Regions from separate parts of the Zea mays genome. Here region 1 is linked to region 2. A link is a contact called in public Hi-C data. All regions are on one chromosome and are shown on one strand. The core of a region is the stretch at or near the end of the contact, and the rest is flanking DNA. Distances in the headings are between cores, read along the strand shown.

Region 1 (4,261 bases), core at 23-2,522, 370 kb before region 2:
TGACGTCATATAATCATATTTGATACTTATAAAAAATAAATCTATATTATTCTATTAAGAACTTAATGTAGTCATCTAGTGCTACCACCTGCTCAGAAAATTTGGGGTTAACCACTAGTCACTAGACCACATTTACCTTAGTGTTTAGAAATAAACAATAATTATATTTAAATAAATATCTCAATACCTATTTATATGATATATAACAACCGTAGCAAAGCACGAGTAACTAGCTAGTTTAATATTAAAATGAACATAAGATTCACATGTTAGATATTAAGTTGATAAGAATAAATATTATATTTTATCTTAGCCAAAAGAACGAAAAATATATGAGTTGAAAAGTAGCCTGGCCTTTTTTTATAGCTCGCTCGATTGCTCGTCCTCCTTCAGCTAGCAAGGTGGTACTGTGGGTGCGCTGTGTTGGGTATGACTTCCTGTCGTGTTAGGGTTAGATAGTTTCTCATGACCTATCTATGATGTAACAACCTATTGAGCGTTGCGTTGGGTATGACTTACTGTGGGAGCGCTGCGTTGGGTATGACTTCCTGTCGGAGAAAATGGACAGATATACGTGCTTCACATGTGACATGGTGCTTTAAAAAAGTAGAGATTCAGAAAATACTAGACGATGGGTCAAGAAGTTGTACTTTCTATTGCAAACAAGATGCATGCTTCATAGTAGCTATTTATTTGAAAGCATATTCAAATGTTAATTTGGTCAGATTCCATGTCAATTTCTCGTTATGTATCTTATCCCCAAAATTCACAAGTAAACAAATGTTTGATACACATAGTTAGTTACTACTTGGGCTAAAATTTAGATCGAGTTAACTATAGTTTACTAGCTAGTTGGATAACAACTAATTGAAGATTTAATTAAAAAATTAGCTCACCTCTCATGTTTAGATGTGCTAGAGCTTGTTTTAGTTAATTTTTAACTAGATAGCAAGAAACTCTTATATACTGCCAGCTATGTATTATGAGTGGGTTTTGGTAGTCTTTACAGATATAATCACGGACGAGTTTTTTGCTTCACTCGATCTAAATCCGACTCATTGCCATCCCAGTCTAAGACATTTTAACTTTTTGGACAGTCAAAGAATCTTGGTTTAACTAAAATTATAAGAAGAAATTATGAAGGATTATTTTGACTCCAGAATTTAACTAAAATTATAAAGGTTTATAACATAAAAAGCTATATACTTACTATTTGCGATTGCGACCGATGATGTTACATCAAACAGGATTTCCTAAACCCGAGGGCCTCCATCCCTCCACGTTCTCAGAAAAGTCGTCCACGCGTCTATAAACCACACCAATCTTTTGGCCCTTCGCTTCTCCGTTCTCCCCCAATTCGCCTTCACCTCGCCGCTTCCTCCTTGACCGCCACCGTTGACGTCGTCTTCCGGCGAGGTAGCTCGCCGGAAGACCTCACCTGGACTTTTCCGACGCACCCTCCACACACTCTTTAACCCTCCGGAATGGCCGCCTGCTTCTAGCTCGTCGACGCCCCAATCTCCGCTTGCTTCCTCGACAGCCCCATCCGCCTCTTCTCGCTCTCGCTACGGCTCCTCTGCCTGTTCGCCATGGCGATCCGCATCACCGTCTCCTACTCCGGCTACGTGGCGCAGAACCTCGCCGCGTCGCTCGGCCACCGCTTCTCCTCCGCCTCCGCCTCGGGCAGCCGCCTCCTCCATGACGGCGCCTGGCGCCCCTTCTGCATCTTCACCTCCACCCGCCAGCCCGAGCAGCACCGCGGCAGCGGCAGCGACCGCCATGACGGAGGCGACTACAACCACCCGAAGCCCCAGGCCATCGCCGCCGGAGCTCACTCGTTGCTGCTCACGCGTGCGTGCTTATCGTCCAAGTCGCCGCCGCCGTCTCTTGCCGTGGGGCTGCTCTCGGTGCTTGCGCAGAGGACGGGACCGACGCCTGGAACCACCGGATCGGCGGCTTCTCTCTCAGGCTCGTCGCCGATTTCCCTCGGTTTCAACCCCACCTCCTTCCTCCCGTTCCTGCAGACAGCGAGGTGGCTCCCGTGCAGCGACCTTGCCACCTCGTCGTCTTCGGCACCCTCTTCCCCTCCCCGCTCGCTGGCGCCTTCGGCTCCCCCCAAGAAGGCGTTGATTGGTGCTTCTACTGGTTCTACCGGAATTGCGACGAGCAGTGGTGCTGGTGCAGCGATGAGCAGGAGCAACTGGCTGTCGAGGTGGGTCAGCTCCTGCTCCGATGACGCCAAGACGGCGTTTGCGGCTGTGACCGTGCCACTTCTCTACGGGTCGTCCCTGGCCGAGCCGAAGTCCATCCCGTCCAAGTCCATGTACCCGACCTTCGATGTCGGTGATCGGATACTTGCTGAGAAGGTAGATAGAGCCTTTGCCTGACAGAACATTTTGGTTTTCAGAGATGTACCATGCCGTTTTTATGTTTGTTGTTGTGCATGATCTGGTGTTATTGTGATCTGCAGGTCTCATACATATTCCGGGATCCAGAAATTTCGGACATCGTGATCTTCCGGGCTCCCCCAGGACTTCAGGTGCCATTTCCAGCCTCCCTGGATTGTTTTCTCATACCTGATACGGTGAATGGTGATGTCTGAATCGAACGTTTTCATTGCAGGTTTATGGCTACAGCTCAGGTGATGTGTTCATCAAGAGAGTTGTGGCCAAGGGAGGAGACTATGTTGAAGTAAGCTTTCGTTTCGATGGTAGTGCAGCGATCCTTTTGTTTCGCGCCATTATGCTGCTCGAAACAGCTCGATTCTTTTATGCTTGAGTTGTAACTCTGAAAATCTTGGCTCTTTTAACAGGTGCGTGATGGCAAGCTGTTTGTTAATGGAGTAGTTCAGGATGAGGATTTTGTGCTGGAGCCACACAACTACGAGATGGAACCAGTGGTATGATATATGTTCTATAACATTAGGAACTATGCATTTTGTAGTGTGATTCTGCTTTCATATATTGTTCTTTTTTTACTTAGGTTAGAGACGTTAGACATATTTTCGTTGGAATTCTTGCTTTTGTTAGCGTAAGTAATTGAGATGCTGAACTAAAGTCTCTAGATTGTGCGGTAAAGAAGTATCAGCTGTTGCATTTTCGGTATTTGACTGCTAGTTGAATTGTCGAATGCTTGATAGCCACATAGACTATTCCCTTAGTCATACTGCTTAGCATTCTTGCATTTCTGTAAGCATGATGGTTCATCATGCGGTACCTGGGTGGCTAGGTGTCCTAACGCATTTCATATTTGTTGGTTGTTGCTGCAGCTTGTGCCGGAAGGTTATGTGTTCGTGTTGGGAGACAACCGCAACAACAGCTTTGATTCCCACAACTGGTACGTCGCAAGCTACTGTAATTCGACCTGTTACACTAGAAACGCACAGATATGCGGATATGCCTGAATCGTATTGAATGTCTTGCCGTTGCAGGGGTCCACTTCCAGTGAGGAACATTGTCGGGAGATCTATCCTCCGGTATTGGCCACCATCGAAGATCAATGATACAATTTATGAGCCTGATGTGTCCCGCCTCACGGTGCCGTCCTCGTAGTAGTCGCTGCAGTGATGCTGGATATCCAGTGTGTGTACAATGACCTTATACTTCGTGGAGCCTCATTTGATGAGTTGAGCTCCAGTTCCAATTCTCTCAGAATATTGTCTCCTGAGTGTTCCCTGTAAATTCTCTTTGCCTGACTGATTTGTTTTCGCTGCCGGTTGGCAGATGCTTGTTCAAAGCACGGGAAAGTGCAGTACCTTGCATCTTGCAATACAAACTAATTAAACCGGTTACCCTTTTTTTTTTGTTTTATCGAGATAAACTCTGATTTTAAGAAAGCAATAAGGTTTCGTACATCATGTTATTTCAAAATATTTGTTTGCTAAGGGTTTGTTTGGGAGCAAGTGGATTAAATCCCATTAGCCCCCTTTGGAATGCGCCTGGTATGAGTCATTCGAAATTCCTGCATTTTAAAAGGTCTTATTATTCAAAATTGGCATTCCAAAGGGGTCTTACTATTTAAAATTGAATAGTAAGAAGAATTTAGTCTCCAACCCCTTTGCTTCCAAATATATCCTAAGTGTTGCATGAAATTCTTTTTTTCTAAGGGCTAGGGCTAGTTTGGGAACCTTAATTTTCCAAGGAATTTCTATTTTTCTAAGGAAAATTAACTAATTTCTCTTGGAAAAATAGAAATCCCTTGAGAAATTGGGTTCCCAAACTAACCCTAACCGATTTGTTTTCCCTGCCGGTTGGCAGATGCT
Region 2 (3,981 bases), core at 145-2,644:
TCTATGAAAAGTATGCAAGTCAGACCAAATTTGTGGAGAACTATTTGGGGGAAGTGAAACAAAAAACTTATCAGACTCATAGTATAAAAAGAAGATATCCTGATCTGGGGTCACTTGACCAGAATTAGTTTCAATCATATTGTTTACCCTGAGTTTGTCTGTCTTCTTTGCTGTCCCACAGGGCTTATTGCAGCTGACATTAATTTGTTATGAATATTTTATTGTATGTACGTTTTAGAGGCACATTAGCAATAAGTTATCGTCAAAGCATTAACAAAACTCTTAAACATATGCGCTAAAGGATATAAAATTCTAGTCAATGCAAAATTTTCATCAGATTTATCAACAAATTGCCAATTCAACATGCAAGTTCATAACTAACAGTAACTCAAAAGTCAAAACCACTCACAAACTGCTAAATTATAATAGCTTAACTAAAGAAACCAATACGTAAAGTTTGCTATACAGAAGATGGTTTCATTAATAGTAACGGAACAAGAATTTCACCCCTCCCTCCCTCTTAAAATAACTTTCTGTGAAGAATCGCCATATTTCGTTCTCTTGTCATACAACAGTTACGTATGCATAACAAATATGACATGTGCTCCAACCTCCAACTTATGCACAGTGCTAAATTTTAAACAAATACTAAAAAAATTTAGATGCACTGAATGCCAATAAATTTACCATTCCTAGACCTAAACCACCAGATAAGTGTTGCAATGCACTGCTGAGGATCAGAACAAATTAATAAAACCTGTTCCCATCCCTGGTTTAGCATCTATATATGGAATCCAAGTATTGGTGTGACACTGCACATTAGTCTAGGAAATTATCACCTAATGCGACCAAACTACCGTACAATCGTAGGAAGTGATGCCGAGATCACTCCATTGAACAATCAGGTCAACTCGGACGCCCGTGGACGAATTACATGGGAACAAGGTGAATGAGGAGGCACGCTCACCTGCGCGAGCGCCTGGTGCGCATCGGCATCAAGCGCTGCGACCGTGGCAACGCCCTTGAGCACGCCGGCAGCCTTCTCCCAAGCCGGCGCCAGCTGCTTGCAGTGCCCACACCACGGCGCGAAGAATTCAACCAGCACCACGCCGTTCGAGTTCAGCACCTGCACTAAAGCGAAAGGCGGCACACTGATCAGAGAGAACCTAAAATGGAGGCGCCGATCTGGTTGCTGAAGGGGCAGTGGGAGTCGGGCGAGACCTTCGATTTGAAGTTGTTGGGATTGAGCTGGAGGACGGGGGAACCGGCGGAGTAGAGTGCGGCGGCCGGCGAGGCGGCCGCTGCTACTAGGAGGAGCACCGTGACGACGGCGGGACGCATGACGGAGCCGCGAAGCTTCTGGAAACGGGTGGAGGGATCAAACGGCAGTGACGAGACGACTAGCGATCGGGTTTCGCAGTGGTGCTGCGATTTAAGCCTGCATCCTCGCTAAGAGACGGACGCGTGTGCAGACCAATCGATGCCCTCCACGTCTGTGGTTTGTCCACGTCGGAGTGGCTTCTCTTGCTGGCGCGAGGGCATTGGAGTTGGAGATTGGACCATTGGTCCGGACTGCGGCCTCGGAGCATCTTGTTTGGGGTCTGCACAAAATATGGTCCGAAAGCCTTTTTTGTGTGGAGAATATGGTCCGAAAGTCCTTTTGAAAGAAAGGACGCGAAAAACACATGATGGGCCGGATCGAGCTAAATTACCAAGCGGTCGGCAGTCTCAGCCCAGTAATAGGATCCAAAGTCGCAAAATGGATCGTATGTGTCACAAATTATATTAGAAAAAAGTCTAAATTACTCTCTCACCTATAAACAATATTCATATAACCCCATAAAGTAATTTGTAGTTCATTTTACCCCCTCCACCTATTTGAGTTTGATTAATCTACCCTTTAGTAAAATTTATATTTTTATTTTTTATGTACAAAGTGAGTTTTTAGTTCCATTTTTTTAGCTAATGTCATAACTTAGCCTAGAACATTATATTATGATTTTTAAAATTGTTTTGATAGGTTAGCTATCAAATAAGATCATATTTTTAATGGTACAAAACTGAATATGAAATAATGATAAATTTGTTTAAACATATTTTTGTAACGTAGATAATGTCGTGAATCACCTCAAAAAAATATGAACTTGAAATTTAACTTATACGTAGAGAAATGAAAAAGGAGAATCTTATTAGAGGAAAGATTGAGTAAAATGCAACAATGCTCCTCGAATTTGACACGTTGTGTCACTTGGGTCACCGAAATCGAAAAACCAACGGATCCTCTAACTTAGACGACCCATATACACAACCATCCAAAAACGGGTTTGCTCAAACCGGATGTCGACGTGGCGTGGTCTCCAAACTTAGCATGTCCTGTCACTTGGATCCCCAGATTTAATATATTGTGTCATTTGGGTCCCCAAACTTTGATTAGTGTGCTCAACGTAGCACGCCACGTCGGCATCCAGTTTGAGAAAACCTTATTTCAAACGGTTTTATATGGGCTCACTAAGAGTCTGTTTGTTTGGCTGTGAAAAAAGTTGTTGTGGGCTGTGAGCTGTGAAAAAAGCTGTTGTGGGCTATGAGCTGTTAAAAAGCTAAAACCCGTTTGGTGGAAACCACTAAAAGCCGTTAAAAATTCTTCAATTTATGTTTTCACAGTTCCATCCGAAAACCACTAAAAGTAGGTCAGAGGTGCTTTCATTTTTACATTGCGAGAAAGTCGGCTTTTTAAAAAAGCTGCTTCCTGGATCCAGTCATTTGGTTTGGCTTTTAGGAGGCAAAAGCCAAACCAAACACACCCTAAGTTAGAGAACATGTTTTACTAGCTTTTTGAGTTCGAGGATCCAAATGACACTGCATACCAAGTTTGAGGATCGTTACTGCTTACTCGAGGAACATTTGTTAGGGTTCTGCTCCATCCAATCAAGCCCTAGCCTTCTAGATACTCGAACGCAACGTTTCAGAGCTCGATCGCCATTGTTAGGGTTTGATCTCGCGTTTCGAGTTCGTCGTAGCTTTACCTCCACTAAGACCAAGCCCAAAAGCTTCACCATAGTCTAGAATTCCATGGACACCTAACTTTTTGAATTCTACCGAGTCACGATGATTCATCGAGACGCCTTGACATCGACGAGTCACCATCATGTTAAATATAAGACTCATAATTAATTAGTACTACCAAAGTGCGTGTATGTTTCTACGGTTTTCATTTATGCTTAAGCATATTGTATAAAATATAAAGACATGTGTGTTCTGTTAGATAGGTGGGTGTGAATGTGGTTTTGAGACAACAACCATGGTTTGAATCCCCATTTACGCATAATTTTAGTTTTTTACCATGTAATGTGAGTGGAGCAAATAGAGATGAGTAGAGAGGGGGCGAACAGAAGTGAAGGGGTGAAACCAGTTCTTTATATAGTAGATACTTAAGGTGTGTTTGGTTACAGGACAGATAGGACAACCACATCCTCCGAACAGCTAGGGATGACACTAGAATGGTCTTGTCCTAACCTTTGATCTTAAAAAACCTTATTTAAGGATCGTCTCATTCCTTTAGGGGCGGATCTATAGGGTATGTCAAGTGGGCCACAACATAGCCTGTAGGATGTGGCCTAAAAGATGATGTAGGATTAATTGAAACCCAGTCATTTTGTAGCTCATTCAACAATAAATCAGCGACGTAGCCCCTCTTCTACGTTTCGCGTTGCAAATACTACGCATTTACATCGTGACGTCAGTGTCGAGCGACCCATTGTTGAAAAAGCGCTCAAGATCGATGCAACACCGAGGCCATGCTGATTACCCAGACGCCTAGCCGCCGGCAAGGACGCAAAGCACTGATGACCCTCTAGCAGGTGTTATCAGTGGCGGAGCCAATGGGGGCGGGCAGAGGCCTTGGCCCCCCTAATCCCTCCCCTTTGTGTATAGTATGTGTGTATATATAGAGAATGTATGAATTGTAGAGTTTATGTTGATTAA

The links. Hi-C and Micro-C count contacts between places; a contact is called where the count stands out from the background.
Region 1: a Hi-C map of ear shows a contact between it and region 2, with 2.9 times the contacts expected there. The contact joins the promoter of LOC100283156 here to the promoter of LOC606479 in region 2. A contact is called at or near these places in 3 of 25 Hi-C or Micro-C datasets (ear, leaf and tassel).

What each region holds. Positions count from the first base shown.
Region 1 is chr7:130,173,297-130,177,557 of Zm-B73-REFERENCE-NAM-5.0, reverse strand. LOC100283156 reads left to right here and starts at 1,272. Exons shown (of 6, transcript NM_001156058.2): 1 at 1,272-2,366; 2 at 2,471-2,539; 3 at 2,623-2,691; 4 at 2,813-2,899; 5 at 3,269-3,336; 6 at 3,431-3,865. The coding sequence starts at 1,590. The coding sequence ends at 3,551.
Region 2 is chr7:129,801,001-129,804,981 of Zm-B73-REFERENCE-NAM-5.0, reverse strand. It overlaps LOC606479 (protein disulfide isomerase 8), which reads right to left and starts at 1,394. Exons shown (of 9, transcript NM_001112334.2): 1 at 1,222-1,394; 2 at 968-1,126. The coding sequence starts at 1,341.